6 separate regions of the Mus musculus genome follow, and all the other regions are linked to region 5. Evidence: chromatin contacts called from public promoter capture Hi-C data. All regions are on one chromosome and are shown on one strand. The core of a region is the stretch at or near the end of the contact, and the rest is flanking DNA. Distances in the headings are between cores, read along the strand shown. Region 1 holds the start of Appbp2os (amyloid beta precursor protein (cytoplasmic tail) binding protein 2, opposite strand). Region 2 holds the start of Zfp830 (zinc finger protein 830). Region 3 holds the start of Rffl (ring finger and FYVE like domain containing protein). Region 4 holds the start of Lig3 (ligase III, DNA, ATP-dependent). Region 5 holds the start of Synrg (synergin, gamma). Region 6 holds the start of Nle1 (notchless homolog 1).

Evidence for each region. Promoter capture Hi-C pulls out the DNA fragments that hold promoters and counts their contacts. Capture Hi-C pulls out chosen DNA fragments and counts their contacts.
Region 1: a promoter capture Hi-C map of pre-B cells shows a contact between it and region 5, with 4 times the contacts expected there. The contact joins the promoter of Appbp2os here to the promoter of Synrg in region 5. A contact is called at or near these places in 3 of 39 promoter capture datasets (hippocampal neurons, liver and pre-B cells).
Region 2: a contact with region 5 is called in a promoter capture Hi-C map of pre-B cells, with 3 times the contacts expected there. The contact joins the promoter of Zfp830 here to the promoter of Synrg in region 5. A contact is called at or near these places in 2 of 39 promoter capture datasets (hippocampal neurons and pre-B cells), 1 of 484 Hi-C or Micro-C datasets (CD4 T cells) and 1 of 9 other capture datasets (liver).
Region 3: a promoter capture Hi-C map of pre-B cells shows a contact between it and region 5, with 2.4 times the contacts expected there. The contact joins the promoter of Rffl here to the promoter of Synrg in region 5.
Region 4: a promoter capture Hi-C map of pre-B cells shows a contact between it and region 5, with 2.3 times the contacts expected there. The contact joins the promoter of Lig3 here to the promoter of Synrg in region 5. A contact is called at or near these places in 2 of 39 promoter capture datasets (erythroid cells and pre-B cells), 1 of 484 Hi-C or Micro-C datasets (CD4 T cells) and 1 of 9 other capture datasets (adipose tissue).
Region 6: a contact with region 5 is called in a promoter capture Hi-C map of liver, with 4 times the contacts expected there. The contact joins the promoter of Nle1 here to the promoter of Synrg in region 5. A contact is called at or near these places in 2 of 39 promoter capture datasets (hippocampal neurons and pre-B cells), 1 of 484 Hi-C or Micro-C datasets (CD4 T cells) and 1 of 9 other capture datasets (liver).

Annotation. Positions count from the first base shown.
Region 1 is chr11:85,233,811-85,236,510 of GRCm38.p6, reverse strand. It overlaps Appbp2os (amyloid beta precursor protein (cytoplasmic tail) binding protein 2, opposite strand), which reads right to left and starts at 1,345. Exons shown (of 4, transcript NR_028329.1): 1 at 1,179-1,345. It overlaps Appbp2 (amyloid beta precursor protein (cytoplasmic tail) binding protein 2), which reads left to right and starts at 1,391. Exons shown (of 13, transcript NM_025825.3): 1 at 1,391-1,839. The coding sequence starts at 1,702.
Region 2 is chr11:82,762,975-82,765,674 of GRCm38.p6, reverse strand. It overlaps Zfp830 (zinc finger protein 830), which reads right to left and starts at 1,330. Exons shown (of 1, transcript NM_025884.4): 1 at 1-1,330. The coding sequence starts at 1,303. The coding sequence ends at 212. It overlaps Cct6b (chaperonin containing Tcp1, subunit 6b (zeta)), which reads left to right and starts at 1,354. Exons shown (of 14, transcript NM_009839.3): 1 at 1,354-1,584. The coding sequence starts at 1,448.
Region 3 is chr11:82,869,780-82,872,479 of GRCm38.p6, reverse strand. Rffl (ring finger and FYVE like domain containing protein) reads left to right here and starts at 1,270. Exons shown (of 7, transcript NM_001007465.3): 1 at 1,270-1,472. It also overlaps a transcript of Rad51d not described here.
Region 4 is chr11:82,779,789-82,782,488 of GRCm38.p6, reverse strand. Lig3 (ligase III, DNA, ATP-dependent) reads right to left here and starts at 1,380. Exons shown (of 20, transcript NM_010716.3): 1 at 1,213-1,380. Gm11423 (predicted gene 11423) reads left to right here and starts at 1,447. Exons shown (of 3, transcript NR_126067.1): 1 at 1,447-1,633; 2 at 2,191-2,354; 3 at 2,554-2,700.
Region 5 is chr11:83,963,112-83,965,811 of GRCm38.p6, reverse strand. Synrg (synergin, gamma) reads right to left here and starts at 1,381. Exons shown (of 20, transcript NM_194341.2): 1 at 1,266-1,381. The coding sequence starts at 1,336.
Region 6 is chr11:82,907,007-82,909,706 of GRCm38.p6, reverse strand. It overlaps Nle1 (notchless homolog 1), which reads left to right and starts at 1,312. Exons shown (of 13, transcript NM_145431.2): 1 at 1,312-1,368; 2 at 1,472-1,615; 3 at 1,937-2,154. The coding sequence starts at 1,351.

The DNA.
Region 1 (2,700 bases), core at 96-2,595, 1.3 Mb before region 5:
GCTAACAAGTTATTGTTCCAGGCCAGCCATGCCCATAAGTAGGACCCTGACTCAAAATCAATCATCAATCAATCAATCAAAGGGTGTTTTAGAGGTTTCTATGTTTTTTTTTTAAACTTGATAAATCTGTCAACCCTATTTTGAGGCTGACTACAGCTTTCCCAGGTTTGTCAATTATAGCCTAAGAAATCACAGGACTGAAGAAGTTTAAATGTGTGTATGGTTAATCAGTTTCACTGGATTTAAAGTGCATTTCTCCATTTGTTTGACATGCATTCTCAGACTACTAGAAGAATTTGGTAGGCAAGCCAAAACATTTAATAGATTCTTTTTTTTTTCAATGCAAAAATGGGGAAACGGGGCTTGAATGATTGCTCAGTAAAAAAATGCTGGCAACTACCTTTGATCCCAGCACTAGCGAGGCAGAGGCAGCAAGATCTCTGTGACTTGAGGCTAGCCTGGTCTACAGATAAAGTTCTAGGAGAGCCAGGGCATGTTAAACAAATTTTTCTTCTTTTAAAAAAAAAGAAAAAAGAAAATTGTCCCAGCACTCGGGAGGCAGAGGTAGGCAGATTTCTGAGTTCGAGGCCAGCCTGGTCTACAAAGTGAGTTCCAAGACAGCCAGGGCTATACAGAGAAACCCTGTCTCGAAAAACCAAAATTTAAAATAAAATAAAATTGGATAGGGGCTGGTGAGATGGCTCAGTTGATTAAGAGCACCGACTGCTCTTCCGGAGGTCATGAGTTCAAATCCCAGCAACTACATGGTGGCTCACAACCATCCCCAATGAAAAAGAATCTATGAGCTAGGGCTGAGCGAGTAGAGCAGGAGACAACAGGGCCAGAGCAAGAGGGACAGGCCTGGAACTCACACTGTAGACCAGGCTGGCCTGGAGCTCACAGAAATCCACCTGCCTCTGTCTCTGCAGTGCTGGGATAAAAGTGATGGGCCACCACATCCCTCAATATAGATTTTCTTTGTTTGAGACAGGGTCTCACTCCATAGACCTTGACCTCAGGAGATACCCCTGCCTCTGCCTCCCAAGCGATCCATTCCAAGTGCACCACCATGCCCCGTCCGTGCTGTGCACTTTTGTGAAAAAAAGATCAGTCCTAAAGTTCGTTGATCTAAAAGATCAATTCTTAAAGTTGAAGAGGGCTGTCGTCGAAAAACTCACTGAAACGAGACTGTGTTGGAGAGCCACAGCACGCTGGATAAAACACCACTCCAACTACCGCCCAGCTTCCCCGGTGTCTCGTCCTTTAGGAACAAGCACCCAGCGCCCCTCAGACGCTCCGCGCTCTTTCTCCGCAAGTTTTCCGCCTGCCGCATTCCTTCCCGGGCGCGTCGGCGCGTCGCGCGTTGACGTCATGACGCACACACGCAGCCCCGCCCATGCAGAGCTGAGAGCCTGGACGGAACTGGGCTCGCTCTCCTGTTGGGAATGTGAGGCTCTCGGTACGGTCGTGGTCTGCGTTCGTCCGGATCTTCCGTGGCCGCCGCTACCGCCGCTACCGCCAGCACCATCTGCCCTCAGGCCGCGCGCGCACGCAGAGGCCCGGCAGCCGGGTCCGAGAGGCGCGCGCACGCCCGCTCGCCCGCGTGGTCGCCGCCCCTCGGAAGCCTCCGGAGCCTCACACGGGTTCGCTACGGAGGGAGGCGGAGGCCTGCGGGAGGAGGCGGAGGAGGAGCGAGGGAAGATGGCGGCCGTGGAGCTCGAGTGGATCCCGGAGACGCTCTACAACACCGCCATCTCCGCTGTCGTGGACAACTACATCCGCTCGCGCCGCGACATCCGCTCCTTGCCGGAGAATATCCAGTTCGACGTTTACTACAAGGTACAGGCGATCTGTTCTATCGGACCCCGCCGCTGCTCCTGGGCCGCACCCCCTTCCACGTCCACGGCCCGGCCTGTAGCTCTCGAGGTAGCGTCGGCTGCGGTGGCCGCTTTCCGATACGCCGCCACCCCCGCGTCTGCCTCCCGGTCTGTGCGGCCCGGGGGGGTTCTTGTGTGAGAGCTATCCGCCATCCCCTTAGGGGCCCCAGGGTAGGCCTGCGGGAATGCCTGACCCAGCCGAGTCCCACCCGGTCCTCTAGTCGCTGGGGTATTTTCTGTCTTCTCTAGTGTTTGTATCAGCTGGACTTTTTTGTTCCGCTCCACCCCTAATTCTCCCTACTTTGTCATCTCGTCGATCCTCTTTACCCGAGTAACTGCTTTCTTTCTTTTTCTTTTTTTTTTCCCCTCCCTTCTCTAATCCGAGTTTCGTCCCTTTCCTTTCTTTCAATCCGAAATGATTTAGTTAGGGCTTAATGAAAATGGTCTGTGGGCTTCATTTGCATATCCTTGAAAGCTTTTTTGTGTGGTTTCTAGGTTTGTTTTGGTTTTTCGGTTTACACTTTGGGTTAAATTGGGAATTTTACTAATAGATTAGTAATAGACTGGATCTTTAGAAAGGACGCAGTGAAATTCCCTGAAAGCAAGAAGTAGAAATCTGAATTATACCAATGTGTATGAAAAGTGCGATTTTGCAGCATTCTTGCGTCGCTCCCTCTCAAAAATCTGCACAGAAAGTCCCAAGTTGCTCTCCAAGGAGTTTCAAGGGTAAGTGTTCATAGACGTGGACAATTTTTGCAGTGTTCTGAGAGGGAGGAGAACTTTATGGACTCGGAGCCTCCCTTTTCCTCTCCCCCACGTTTGA
Region 2 (2,700 bases), core at 81-2,580, 1.2 Mb after region 5:
TTATAATTTCAAAAATGTCAAAAACGGTTTTACCTCAAACATTTTATAATAAATAGCACCGCACACAGTACCATCCCCAAAGTATTACTCCTCACTGGCTTACTTTATCCCAACAATTAGGGGTATCCAAGGTCAGAGGAACCCAAGAACTTGGACACAGCACTTTTTAAGGGACAGCGGGGACTGATGGAAAGCTTGGGTCTTCAAAACCTTACAGCAAAGCCCCCTTTACCCTCCAGTCCTGAGACAGCAAATCCTGTAATTCTCCTTCGTCGTCACTGTCCACATTCTCCTCTTCCTTTTTCTGAAGTTCTTTTATGGTCAAAACCTCTTTAAGTTTGTTTTTTATTTCATCCTGGCGATTCCGCAGCTTTTCCACTCGGCGGTAACATTCTATCTGCTCATCAATCTCTCCAATCTGCCGGTCCAACCGTCCCTCCTCATCCTCTTCAGCAACGATCGCTTCAGAGATAGTGTTGACTTGCCTCATAGCCTTTTGAAACTCGTCCCACTCTTTGTCCATCTGATCCTTTGGGGCATCCACCTTCCGGACCTTTGCATCTACCTCAGGGTCGTCGAAGAACCCTTCTGGTAATGCTTCGGCGGTGTTCTCTCTTCTTTCCACCACTTTTTCATGTATTTCTGCTTTCTCAATGGACCCTGAATGAGGAACTAAGGGGGCCTTGGGAGGATTTGTATTAAACGGATCGTTTGGCAGCACATTGCTTGTTGTCTCCCTCGGAGAGGCAAGCGAGTGTTCTTTGCCCTGTGCATCCGGAAGATGCTTGCTGCTGTCCCTTCTTTCTTCTCCACCTCCCTCTTCTTCCTCCTCTTCCTCATCGTCATAATCAGGCAGTAAACCGAGTCCAGGTTTACTGGGGGCCGCCCTAGCGGCATCCAAGTTGGCGGACGAGGCTGAGGTGGAGGGCTGTACCTGAGGTCCCGCGGAGGCCTTGGCTTTCTTGGCGTCTTGGCTCTCCACATCCGTCGCTCTCCTCTTGGTGGCCTGAGGTACAGTGCCGGTCGACGGGCCCTGGGTTGCTCCTTTGGCGCCTTTCAGCTCCGCTACTCTCTCCCGGTGCTGCTTTCCCAGAACATGGGTCTGCCACAGGAGCTCGCTCTTGACCGGGGTGTTACACAGTGCGCAGCTCAGCTGCCCCAGACGGTTGTACTTGGCGAATGGAGATTCGATCCTCTTCCGGTTGGTGCTCAGGCGCTGCTTCTCCCTCATCAAGCGCCTCAGTTCTTCCTGATTCACCACTCGCTTCCCAGCCGGAGTCCGAGTAGAGGTGGAGGACGCCATGTTTGCGCCCAGGACTCAGGCGAGTCTAGCTTCCGAGGCGTGATAGCGTCACTTCCTGTTATGGCGCCGATTGGCCCACACTCAGGAGTGTGGGCGTGGCGCCAGGGTTCGGAGTCGGCAAGTTTGGGGCTGGACTGTTGAACCATGGCTGCGATCAAAATCGCTAACCCTGGCGCTGAAGTGACCCGGAGCCAAGCGGCCTTGGCTGTGAACATCTGCGCCGCCCGTGGGCTGCAGGATGTGCTGCGTCCCACCTTGGGTCCTAAGGGCGCGCTAAAAATGTGAGATGCCGCTAGAGTGTGCGGGGTGTCGCGGCTCACTCTGATTCTGATGCTGATCAGTGAAAACCTGTGAGCAATGCTGCGACATTTAGACACCCGGTTTCCTCTCTCTCACTCCTGCTCTTAGGATTCTCTAGCCGAGGAAGAGAGCGCCTCCCCGAAGAAAAGACTCCGTCAATAGAAACTGTTAGCCTTGTGCGCGCGCTCAGCAGACGTTGGGCTGCAGCTCCGCCGCAGGCAGTATTGTTTTGACGTGGTGGAGTGGTACTGGCTTTGGAGCTAGGCAGGCATAGGTTCAAATTCAAGTTCCATTATCTTCCAGCAGTTGGGACTCTCCGCACCTACAGTTCTTCATGTTTAGTCATCCATTTGGACATATGTTTATTTAGCACCATTGTTTTACGAAGAAAGAAGAGTAGGGGAGATCAAAAGGTCTCTTGGGAAAGAGACACCCTGAGAGGAATGAGCAAAGTAGCGTTTATAGTAAACGAGTCCACTTAACACTAGATGCTGGAAAAACAGATGGGATAGTTTCTGTCCTTTCCTTTAAAAACCTGATTTATATTTACGTGTGCACATCTGTCTGAGTTTATGTGCATCAGGTGTGAGCAGATGCCCCCAGAGGTCAGAGGGTGACAGATCCCTAGAACTCGAGTTATAGGCAGTTGTAAGCCATTTGATATGGGTGCTGGAGACCAAGCTCAGATCCTCTTCAAAAACAATAAGTGCTTTTTAACTGCTGAGCCATCTCTCTAGCCTTTGAGATGGTATCCTTAAAGTGACATGGCAGTGACAGGTATGTCAATTATATAGAGATGCAAATGATTTTACAGAGGAAAGGGCCCAATTACCGATGATTGAAGGAAAATCCTCTCAGATATCAGGGGATGTTTGATCAGAGTTGTAGAAGAATGAGTGACAGGAATCAAGACCTCCTAGTGGTGTAAATCCACCAGAAATAAACATTATAATGCATTAAGGGAACAGAAAGACCTACTGTGGGAATAATGGTGGATGGAACAGGAGAGTTTGGAAAAGGCCAAGTATGTTACTGATAAATTACCTGGATTTTTATCTTGAAGATGGTAGAGAATGTAACATCTTTGAAGGATTGGT
Region 3 (2,700 bases), core at 21-2,520, 1.1 Mb after region 5:
AAGGAACGGAAACCAGAAAGGGAAGGGAGAAAATGATATACACCTTTGTGGAGGAAAAAGTCCGGAGAGAAGCGGAGCTCATAGGGAACTGCAGCAAAGCGAAGCTGCAGAAATAAGCAGGCAGGAGAAAGGGGCAAGGGGCGAACATCCAACTCAGGTGCCAGGGGTCCTTAGAAGGCGGGGCTCCCTGTACACTCCAGGTTGGAGAAAGAAAGAGTTTTGCATCTGAGTTCTGCTTTTCTCTGTGTGGAAGCTCGAAAATTACTTAAAATGTAGATCCTTGTTGATAACAAGCATATAACAGTACAGAGCGTGCTGGGGTGTTCTGAGAACTGGAAATAGCAAAGGGCTTATAAAGTGAGTCTGGTACGGATGCACATATTTTAGCTCTGGTTCCCTTCTGATAGTCTTTATTTTAAAATACAAGGGGTAGCACTGTGGTAGAGCACTTGTCTAGTATGTACAAAAATCCCAAGCACCAAAATATTGAATAAATCAAAATACAAATTGCTCAGGAAAACTCTGAGAGGTCTTTGATGGGAACCTGAAGCATAAGAAAATGATGTCACTAGACACCAGCCAGAAGAATTAGCATTTATATGACTTCCGTGACTAGGCATCTTCTTAGATCACTGGCTAATGATCCCCTATGCTACCCTGGTGTTTTATGCTTTACTAAGGCCTTTGTGCATTATCTCATTTAATGTGCGGGCCCAACCGGCCTTTCTGGGATGGGGAAGATATTGGAAAGGTTAAGTGCCTGCCAAAAGGTGCACGGGTGATGAACGATGGCTGGGTGGTTTCTTAGCAGTCGTTTTTATTGTACTGCAACCTTTCTCAGCTGTGTCCCCACCTTCCTAACATGAAAGTAGCTTATCCAAGGAGGAAAAGACAGGTTATGATGCCCCACTGAATTGGCTTTTAATATCGCCAAGAAACTTAATAAATTAGATGAGTCTGGGGTTCTGGAAATCTGTCGGGTACGATGAAACATGAAATCAAGGGTTCAATATTCAAACTTTACTATAAAGCTAGTTAGTGATCTTAAGGGACTTGCTCAAGATCACCACATAAGGGATTGGTTGGCTCGGCCTAGACTGGGGACTCCACACCTAGCCGGGCTCCGACAGAGGGCGCTCGCGGAGGCTTGCACTCTAGACCGCCGCGCGCCCGATTCCTCTCTATGGTGGCGGGGGCGTGCGCTCCCGCGGGGGTGGGGTGGAGGGCGGGGCCGCAAGCCGGGAGGGCGGGGCCGCACGCTGGACGGGCGGGGCCCACGCCGAGCCGCGGGGGACTGGGTTAGTGGGGGTGGACTTCCTGGGGCCGCCCGTGAGGATGTGGTTCGGGCACCCGGGCGCCCCTCAGGCGTGGAGTTGCGGCGGCCGCAGACCCCGCAGCCCCGCTGCCTGAGTGGCCGCGGTCGGGATCTGGCCTCTGCCGTCCCAGGTGTGGCCCGGCAGCGTCCGCGGCAGGTGAGGAGGCGGTGGCTGTGGCTGTGGCGGGTTGGGCTGGAGGATCCGGTGCTTCAGGCTGTGCTCCGGGGGGTGTGAGGATCCAGCTGCGCTCCGGGAGTGGGGCAGCCCTTTCCAGGAACTCCCCACCGCCAGGTCACCCCACACCTGTCCCATGAAAGTGCCGCAAAGCATTTCGTCTGTGTGCGCCGTAACCCGGGACGTGTGTCCTCAACTTGTACCCAAGTGTCGTAAGAACCCGGTAGGTCCTGGGGAAGGATGCATTTCTGTAGGACAGAAAACCGTCTACAGAGGCAGAGCTTTGGCGGCACTGGCTCTCTACCAGGAGGACCCTGGAGATTCGGAGTTTGGAGGTTAGATGGGAAGTTTGGGATGCTGCTCTCCCCTCCTCCCTCCTCCCTGCCAGAGTCTGCTGTCTGCCTCTTGGGAGTCGACCTCTGTCCCCGACGTGTGTTAGGTCGCCACTGTGTGGTCCTGGCCGAGACTCAGAGGGAAGTAGGGCCCCTCTCCAGCTGGCTGCCCAGGAGACATTTGACCGGGCATGGGGAAGTCTGGGTAGATCAGGGGAGTCCACAGCCTTTCCTGGCGTCTGTTTGAGCTCCGATTTAAGACCGGTAGAAAAAAACAACAGCAGCGTACTTCTTCCTTTTTTCTTTTTTTTTTTAAAGCTGTCATGGGGGTGGGGGGGTGCTGTTGTGTAATCGAGGAAGATTTCCACATTCCTCTCAGTCCACCACGGGGAAGATTATTCTTAGCTCGGAAATGGGGTTTTACCCACAACTCACACTCTGTGCCCTGGTTAAAGGCTAGAGTGACGCATGAACAAACACCCCAGGATGCGTGTGGCCTTCCAAGAAAATAGTAACCTCCTTATGTATGTTTTGGCTGGTGGCTTGGAGAACCGAGAGACTTCCTGTCGCCACTTTTGAGAGCTGCATGGTGGTTCTTGCCTTGACAGTTCAGTATACTGAAATGTGGGCAAGGCTGTTCGAATACTGTGGCATTTTTCTAGGAATGGAAGGGGACTATGTCCTGGGCAGTTTGTAGAGTTCTAAGACCAAAACTGGCCGTATATTTCCTTTGTGGCAGCTTCCTTATCCTTCCCTCCTCTCCCCCCCCCCCCCATTCTTTCTAATGTTAGCAACTGTTTGTAAAATTTCATATTTGCTAATTCTGGACTCCAGAGTACAGTTAAAAAGTTGTGGTTTATTGGAGGACAGTAGCAGAT
Region 4 (2,700 bases), core at 131-2,630, 1.2 Mb after region 5:
GAGACCAAGCCTACCCATCTACAGCGGGGTGGGGAGGTGGGGGCAGATATCAGGCGACTTGGTTTTCTCCAACAAGGTGGACCCTAGCCAGACACCTTAGTTGGCCGATCCGATCCTCCCACCTCCAGCCCTAGAATTATAGGTATGAACCACCAAGCATGACTTCAGTTTATTTTCTATTATTTATTTTTCGGTTTTTTTGTTTGTTTGTTTTTAGATAGATTTTTCTATGTAGCTCTGGCTGTCCTGGAAGTCACTAGGAAGAGCAAGCTAGTGTTCTGAGTGCAGGGATTAAAGGCGTGTGCTACCACACCCGGCCCCAGTTTTATCTTAAAAAACAACAAAAAAACAACAACAATTACAACAGGACTAAGAGCTAGTTATGGTGGTTCTCGTCTGTAATCATATCAGAAGGCAAAGACAGAAGGATTGCTGTGCGTTCGAAGCTAGAAAGTCTGGTTTACTTAGTAAATTTCTGTCTAGCCAGGGTACGTCGTCAAGACCGTCTCAAAAGGAAAACAAGCAAGAAAACAAACCCCCCAAAGATTAGAACTACTTCATGGGGTGGTTAGGAAAACTACAAGGAGTACGAGGGCAAGCCGGACGTGGAGTTCTGAAGTTTGTATACCAAACTTGTGTATTTGACAATGTTCGACTTGGGGGAGGGGAGGTCCGTAACTGGCAGACTCAGGGGGTCACACAAGCCCTAACCGTTAAGAATCTGAGAGGCGAGTGAAGGCCGGCAAGGGCTGAGGAGGAGCTCAGGGCGAGTAGGAGTTCAACTTTCCGCAGAGTAGGGTGGGTAGGGTGTCGTATCGCCCATCCCGGGATACGACAAATAACTACCCGGGGAGACCGGCGCGAGGAGGCCGGGAGCCCGAAGAGCAAGCAGCACGCCGTTCTGCCCACAGGCTGTGCGGGCGAGCCGCGGCCGCGCAACAAGGCGGCGGAGAGGGACCGGCGGCGGCCCGGCCCCGACCCCCTGAGAATGCCCACTCTGGCATCCTGCCCTTCCCGGTGGCTGCCCAGGGTCCCGGGGGCCGCGGGCCTCCCGTGGGCTCCCGTGGGGGCGCCACGTCACGGAGGGTGTGCCCCCAGGCTGAGCGGCGGGCGGGGGAGGAGCCACGGCCACTCCAGCCACGCCGCGTTCGGCCCCGGCCCTCCCCACACGGCGCACCGCGGCCCGCCGCTCCGCGCCGCGCCGCCCCTCACCTGCCTTCTCGGCTGCCCTGGCTCTGACGCTCCGCACGAGCCACCGGACCAGGCGCCCACAAGGCCACGGGTCCCGCACGATGAATAGACCGCCTGTCTCTTTAAATACGGGTACTCCAGCCGGAGGCAGGGCGCAGGCGCAGTAACCGACTTGCGCCCTCGGACCCCGCCCCCTCCGGTCGCCACGTGGGTCGCTGTTCTATTCCTACCCGGAAATCTTGAACTGAGTGTTGGGTTGGAGTGGCGGCTTGGGGCGCAGCGTCCCTGAACTTCCTAGAGTTTCTCAGATTGTTAGATATTGAAGGTAGTGTTGAAAAATCATTGCAGTGATCCTAGGGATGGGAAGCTCGAGTCGTTCCACCTGTGTCTTCCGCACCGCAGGAGTTTTGCTGAATTAAAAGGCACTACTTTAATTAAAAAGGTAATTAGAAAATGTGAAGAACAGGGACTGTGGCCCCGTTTATGTCATTTAGCGAACTAGTGCTTCTAAACCTCAAATAGGCTCTGTGAGTTCAAGATGGCTAATTTTTCAAAAAATAAAAGTATTCAGGCCTTGTTCAGTCTGGGAAGGGCAAACAGTTGGGCTTTGTTAGGTAAATAAAGTGCAGATCGTGGAACTAAGTTCTATTTCTGAGGAAGAGTTTAGCTTTTTTTCCATAGGGAAAGAACGCTGTGAGGGGTCACTATAGTTGAAGCTGGTCAGGGGAGAGACTAAGACAAGCCGACTCACTAAAAGGCTGTTGTCCATATCAAAGTGGCCTTGAGATGGAGAGGAAGGTGTATGCTTGAATCTGTGTGAGGTGCTCAGTTATTTGTTCATAGAAATGAAGGGCTGATAGACGAGGTCTTTAACAGAACTGGAGAATGAGCCGAGGGAGGCTCTCTGGAGTTCAAGGTTGAGTGTCTGCTGTACTGAGGCCAGCTAGATCCTGGTGTTTGAAATGAGGTGAAGGCTCTTTGTTTTCTCTTAACTTGCAGCAGGATAAACCTGGGTTTGGAGTTCGGAAGGCCTTAGGCTCAAGGGCTCCAGTTGAGGAAGCGTGAACATTTTGACTGGAGTTGATCTTAACCCAATGGACTTTCCCTGTGCTGACCAACCCTTTCATCACAAGCAATATATTCGGTTGCTGAGCCCTGGAAATGTAAGCAGTCTGAAGTGAGAGATGCTGTAAATGAACACTGTACACTGACAAGTACCCAACACTTCCCCAAAGAGAGTAAAATACCTCATTAATAGTAATAGTGCATATATTCCAGTTATTTGCTGGCCAATTTTTTATGTGTTCGGTTAAAGAATATTTACTGTCACTCACCTGTTTGGTTTTACTGTCTTTGAACTAGGGCATCAGAAACGATGGGGCTGCGTGCTTAACTCCCATTGTTATGGCTCCAGCTCAGCACTCCACAGACAGAAAGCCTGTGGTGAGGAGCAGTGGGTATCTGCAAAGGCTTTCTCTTCTTAGACCGGGTTTCTCTGTGTAGCCCTGG
Region 5 (2,700 bases), core at 132-2,631:
TTGGACCAGTGGCATTAAAATACTACAAACCAAACTGAGCAACACACTGAATTTTTCTGTGCCCAGGGGGTCTTCCTTTTTTTTTTTTTTGAAAACATTTGTGCCTAAAACATGAAATTCTTTGAAAATTTCTAGGACTGGTCCCATTATTACTCATACATTTGATTAGATTAATAGAATGCCACTTTAGAAATTGTCATCCTGTATATATTCTGCAGGCAAAAGCAATTTCTAATGCTCACTAATGAAAGACCCCAACGAAACAGTGACAAAACCAGAGGAGGAAGGAAAATGTTTTAAGTTTAAAGTCAAAGACTGTAGAGGAAGCAGAAAACCTGGCCACACACCGTTGCTTTATTCAAGTGACTGCTTTTTTTCCTTCCGTGAATGAGTGTGTGTGTGTGTATTCACAATATGCACCTGAAGGAGACGGTTACTTTAAAATCTTTTACACATTTGAAGTGTAGGTGATTCCAAAATTAAACTATACATTAAAAAAAAAACCCAAATACTTCGCTTTCCAAAGATAACTTAGGATATTTAAAAATAAAAGCTAATTTTATCTCGGAATGTGTGTGCTATATGTCAGCTAATTAAATAAACACAAACTGAGTCATGATAGAAAGGGGAGCAGACTTTCTGGAATCAAACATTTTGTCAAATGAAAATGAACTTGAGTTACAAACACCCCTTTACCATTCTGGATACAGGGAGCATAGCCTAAAAATTATCTGAAATAGAACAAAGAGCAGATTTTTATTTTTAAAAGGAGCTCAATAAAGTCTGGAAGCTTTTGTTTTAAGAGGAGCATACTGCTCTTGGTCAGTGAATTTTCTTTGTTTCAAAATGTCTATTTTAAAAGGAGTCAGACAAATGTTTTTTTCTACTAAACGGGCTTTATCTCAAGACAATTACTAATTCAAAGGTCTTCAGATTTTTCTATTTGTATGTGAAGAAAAGAAAAAAGGACTGGACAGGACGCTCTATGAGAGGAAAGACAGTACTGTACAGTCTTAAAACGGTTCCTCCAGCTTTGCGACTAGACCGTCACAGCCTTCGCTCCGACAGCAGCTCGAGCCCAGCAAGCCTAGCAGGGACTCGCGGGCGCTCGAGGCCCCGCGGCAGGTGCGGTGGCGCCTGCACCCGAGCGCGCTCCCCGCGGGTCCCCAGGACGCTCGCGCCCCGCAACCGCCGCCCCTGCGCCCGGCCCCACCTGCCCACCCCGCCGACCATGGCTGCCCACTCCGCCCGCCCCGCCGACCCACCTGCCTGCCCCGCCGGGCCCCGCGCCCGCCCCCGCCGCGCCGCTGGCTCCGGCTCCCGGCCGCAGCGCCATCTTGCTCGGGGCCGCCGCCGCGCCAGCAGCTGTCAGCCGAAGACAGGCACTTCCGGGGCAGACACCGCCCCACCAAGTCGGGGCCGACGACGGGGCGGGGCTGCGCGCCCACGTGACTTCATGGCCCCCGGGCACGAGCGGCGCGCCCCGGTGGCATTCTGCAGGAGACACAGCACTGCGGCTGGTGTAGTTAGTTTGCAAACCCGGATCTGCACTAATGCACACAGTAGGTCCTGATATAACCAGATGATGGAACACAGGTGCTTTTCTGCTGTTCCTTTACACAGCAGTCGGATCCTAGAGGGCCTTTACAGCTGTTTCCCTTGGCACTCTCTCTTCAGCATCTATTACAGACACTGACAGTACCTTTTACTTAAGTCAATCTAGAGCATACATGGACCCAATACACACGAAGAGGATATCCTCCAAGGTGCCCTACTCATGTGGTCGGTTTTGCCATAGTGAGGCACCGTGAGCACATGCTGAACCTACACAGGGTATTTTTACTTTGACACCTCCAACCCTAACCAAGCTACCTGGAAGTAAAATGTGTTGAAAGTAAGTTTGTTAAGCTCTTAGATAATGGATCAATCACAACCAGTCCCTGCCACTTCTTGCCTTACAGCTTTCGCTGAGACAATTATAATAGGTTATTAGTTTACTAGACCAGTTTTATGTGCATTTAATAGTCTGATGTCCCTGAGTTATTACTGCTATTTTAGAAATGAGAAAAAAAAATCTTGAAAGAAGTTCTTGTAATATGCTCAGATCTTGGAGCTGCAGTGTGTCCACACCAATATGTCCTCAAAGTCCTTGGTCCTTTAACTAGGACCACGCCCACTATTTGTGAGATCTGTTTTCCTTGTTTGGTCTTGTTTACTATTTCACTTTTCCTCTTCCCTGGTCAAAGCTAGCATTTATATAGGAGAGTCCTTACTGATATGTATAGGAGTTTAAATCCATTCCTGACCCTTTTTTTAAAAAAAAAGCTGATACAAGTTTTGTAGCTACTTCATGGACTGGGTGGTTGCTCAGAAAAAATAAAGAGAAAATAACTGAATGGGGATTATCAACACGATCTGTTACCATCTCTATCTGCATCCGTCCAAGGACACTCCCCACCTGTGTTAAGAGTCTTGTTAGGATGCTTTGAGATCACAGCCCCATACCACATAATCGTTTCTATACTTCATCACTGCCGTTAGTTGCTAAAGAGTGGTGCTGTTAGCATACAAAGCTTCAGACACAGAGATAGGCACTTTTACTCTTAAAACACAGGAAAAGCTGAAGGTCTAAAATGAAAATGCAGCCGCAATGGTTTCAAGTGTATACCCACTTCAGGATATACACTGACTCAACTCTCT
Region 6 (2,700 bases), core at 63-2,562, 1.1 Mb after region 5:
CATTCAATTCCTGATTTCATAATTCAGTCCACAAGCGTTTCTTCTGTGTCCCCTATATACCGGGGGACATGACTGATAATGAGGAAATGACTGAAAATGCCGGAAAACTTGGAAAACACAGGACAAGACAGACAGGGTCCCCGAAAAACCAAAAGGAAAAAAGAAAAAAAAGAAGAGAAAAAAAAGAAAGACAGGGTCCTGGGAAAGGCTTCCCTAAGTAATTGAACTAATCTATGCAAAGTTCTGAGAACACTATCTGGCAAAGAATAGAGGCTCAATTCGCTTTGTCGGATGAATGAATGTATGCATGTAGGAATGAGTATATTTAAGCCGAGAGATAAACAATGTGAAGAAGGCCAGAAGGCAGCGTCCCTAGCAAATGGAGTCGTTGTTCTCAGATGAGGAAAAGCCTCCAAAGAGCACACGGGTCCCTCTGGCCTTCTTCAACTTTTATTAGTCTCGTTTGTTTGTTTGTTTGTTTGTTTGTCTGAGACAGGGAGTTCTTTTGGAGACCTTCAATGTCCTGGAACTTACTCTGTAGACCAGGCTGGCTTTAAGTTCAGAGATCTATCTGCCTGTCTTTGTCTCGCAAGAGCCTGGATTAAAGGCATGTTCTACCACAACCTATTTAATAGTTCCTTATAGGCTCTATATTCTTTGAACTTGTACAAGAGGAGAGCAGAGACTCAAATCTGTCCACAAAAGTTCCAGACAGAATAAATTGCCTATGCAAAAGCAGATACAGGAGAGGGCCACACCTTGAAAGAGCTCAGAAAAAAAAAATCCCAAAACAGCTGGGCACCGCGGCCCATCCGATATTCCCAGCATCCCATCCTGGGAGGCACAGACAAGAGGATCATGGAGTTCAAGGTCTACTTAGGCTACACACCCTCAGCCTATCTCAATACATACATGCATACATGCGCGCGCGCGCGCGCACACACACACACACACACACACACACACACACACACACACACACACACACATACACAAACTAAATCCCACAAGCCCACCTATAAAAGTTTCTGCCTCAACCCAATAGTTTTCTGGTTTGTATTTTCACCCCTGCTGCCTGGACCCTGGAAGTGTCATCCTCCACCATCTCCTGCCTCTGTGAGCTAGGCGGGCAAATCAATTAATTTCTCTGAGTTTTGGAGACTAAAATTGGCCAGAATCGCTACTGTGAAAAGAAGGCGCGAAGGGAGGCCACCATTGGCAATCCCGGCCTCCGAGAGCGGCTTGACTCCTCCGAACACGAGAGGGCGCTGTAGCCGGAGGTTGCCCGGCGCGACATGGATTTAACGCTCCGTCTTTCCGCCTCGGTTCTCCTCCACGTGGGGACGCAGGATGGCGGCGGCGGTGGTGGTAGGTGTACGCGCACGGGGCGGGGATGCCGGGTCTCCGCGTGGGGTACCGAGGCCCGAGGGGAGGGGAGGGGGACTGACAGTCTCGCGGCTTGATTCTGCAGGAAGAGGCGGCGGCAGGCGACGTGCAGCGGCTGCTCGTACAGTTCCAGGATGAGGGCGGTCAGCTGCTGGGCTCCCCGTTCGACGTGCCAGTGGACATCACGCCGGACAAGCTGCAGCTGGTGTGCAACGCGCTGCTGGCCCAGGTGAGCACCCCAAAACGAAGCCACGGTGTTCCGGGGACCCAGCTGCTCACCGACAGTGTCGGTGGCGTGGATCGGCCCCAGGAAAAATGTTCTCCGCGCCGACTCACCTACAGACAGGCTGTGTTTTGAACGCGTCGGATGCAGTGTTTCCGTGACTTCTTGTCACAGCCCAACATAAGCATCCCCATTTTACAGAGATGCCCAGCGGGATTAAATTTGTCGCATGGTGGTATGCAGTAGTTGGGATTGAGCCGACTCCCGCTGAGGGCAGGCATTCATCCCTCCGAGCAGAGTTCCTCTTTACTCTGTTCTTGCCTTCAGGAGGAGCCCCTGCCCCTGGCGTTCTACGTCCACGATGCTGAGATTGTGTCCTCCCTGGGGAAGACGCTGGAGTCCCAGTCTGTGGAGACAGAGAAAATCGTCGATATCATCTACCAGCCCCAAGCTGTCTTCAGGGTCCGGGCTGTGACGCGGTGCACCAGCTCATTGGAGGGTCACAGCGAAGCTGTCATTTCTGTGGCCTTCAGCCCCACAGGAAAGTAAGGACATGGGCAGAATCTTTGGGATGTGGAGGTGTGTCCTCTGACAGGTGGAGAGGACCATCCTGAGTTATTATTCACAGGGTCTTAGGCTGCCTGCCTGTCATAGACTTGGGGTCTGGACTCACGTTGCAAGTAACAGACTTTCTTATTGGGGTTTGGTCCCCAAAGGCTAAGAATAGTACCTGGCTCAGAAGAGCCTATCTTGGTTTGAACTACTCCTTTCCGAAGTCAGGTTTCTGCATCTGTTACTTCCCTATGAATCCTTTCTTGTAGGACTCTAAGAATAAGAACAGTTGAGCCAGGTGGTGGTAGTCCACACCTTTAATCTCAGCACTCAGGAAGCAGAGGCAGGCGGATCTCTGTGAGTTCAAGGCCAGACTGATCTAAATAGTTCCAGAACAGCAAGGGCTACATAGAGAGACTCTACCTCCAACAACAGAAGAATATGAAAAGCTTCAAAAGCTTTTTCTAGAAATTTCCAAGGAGGTAGAGACTAGGCGGGCAGGTCTTTGTGAATTCTAAGCCAGCCTTTTCTACAGAACA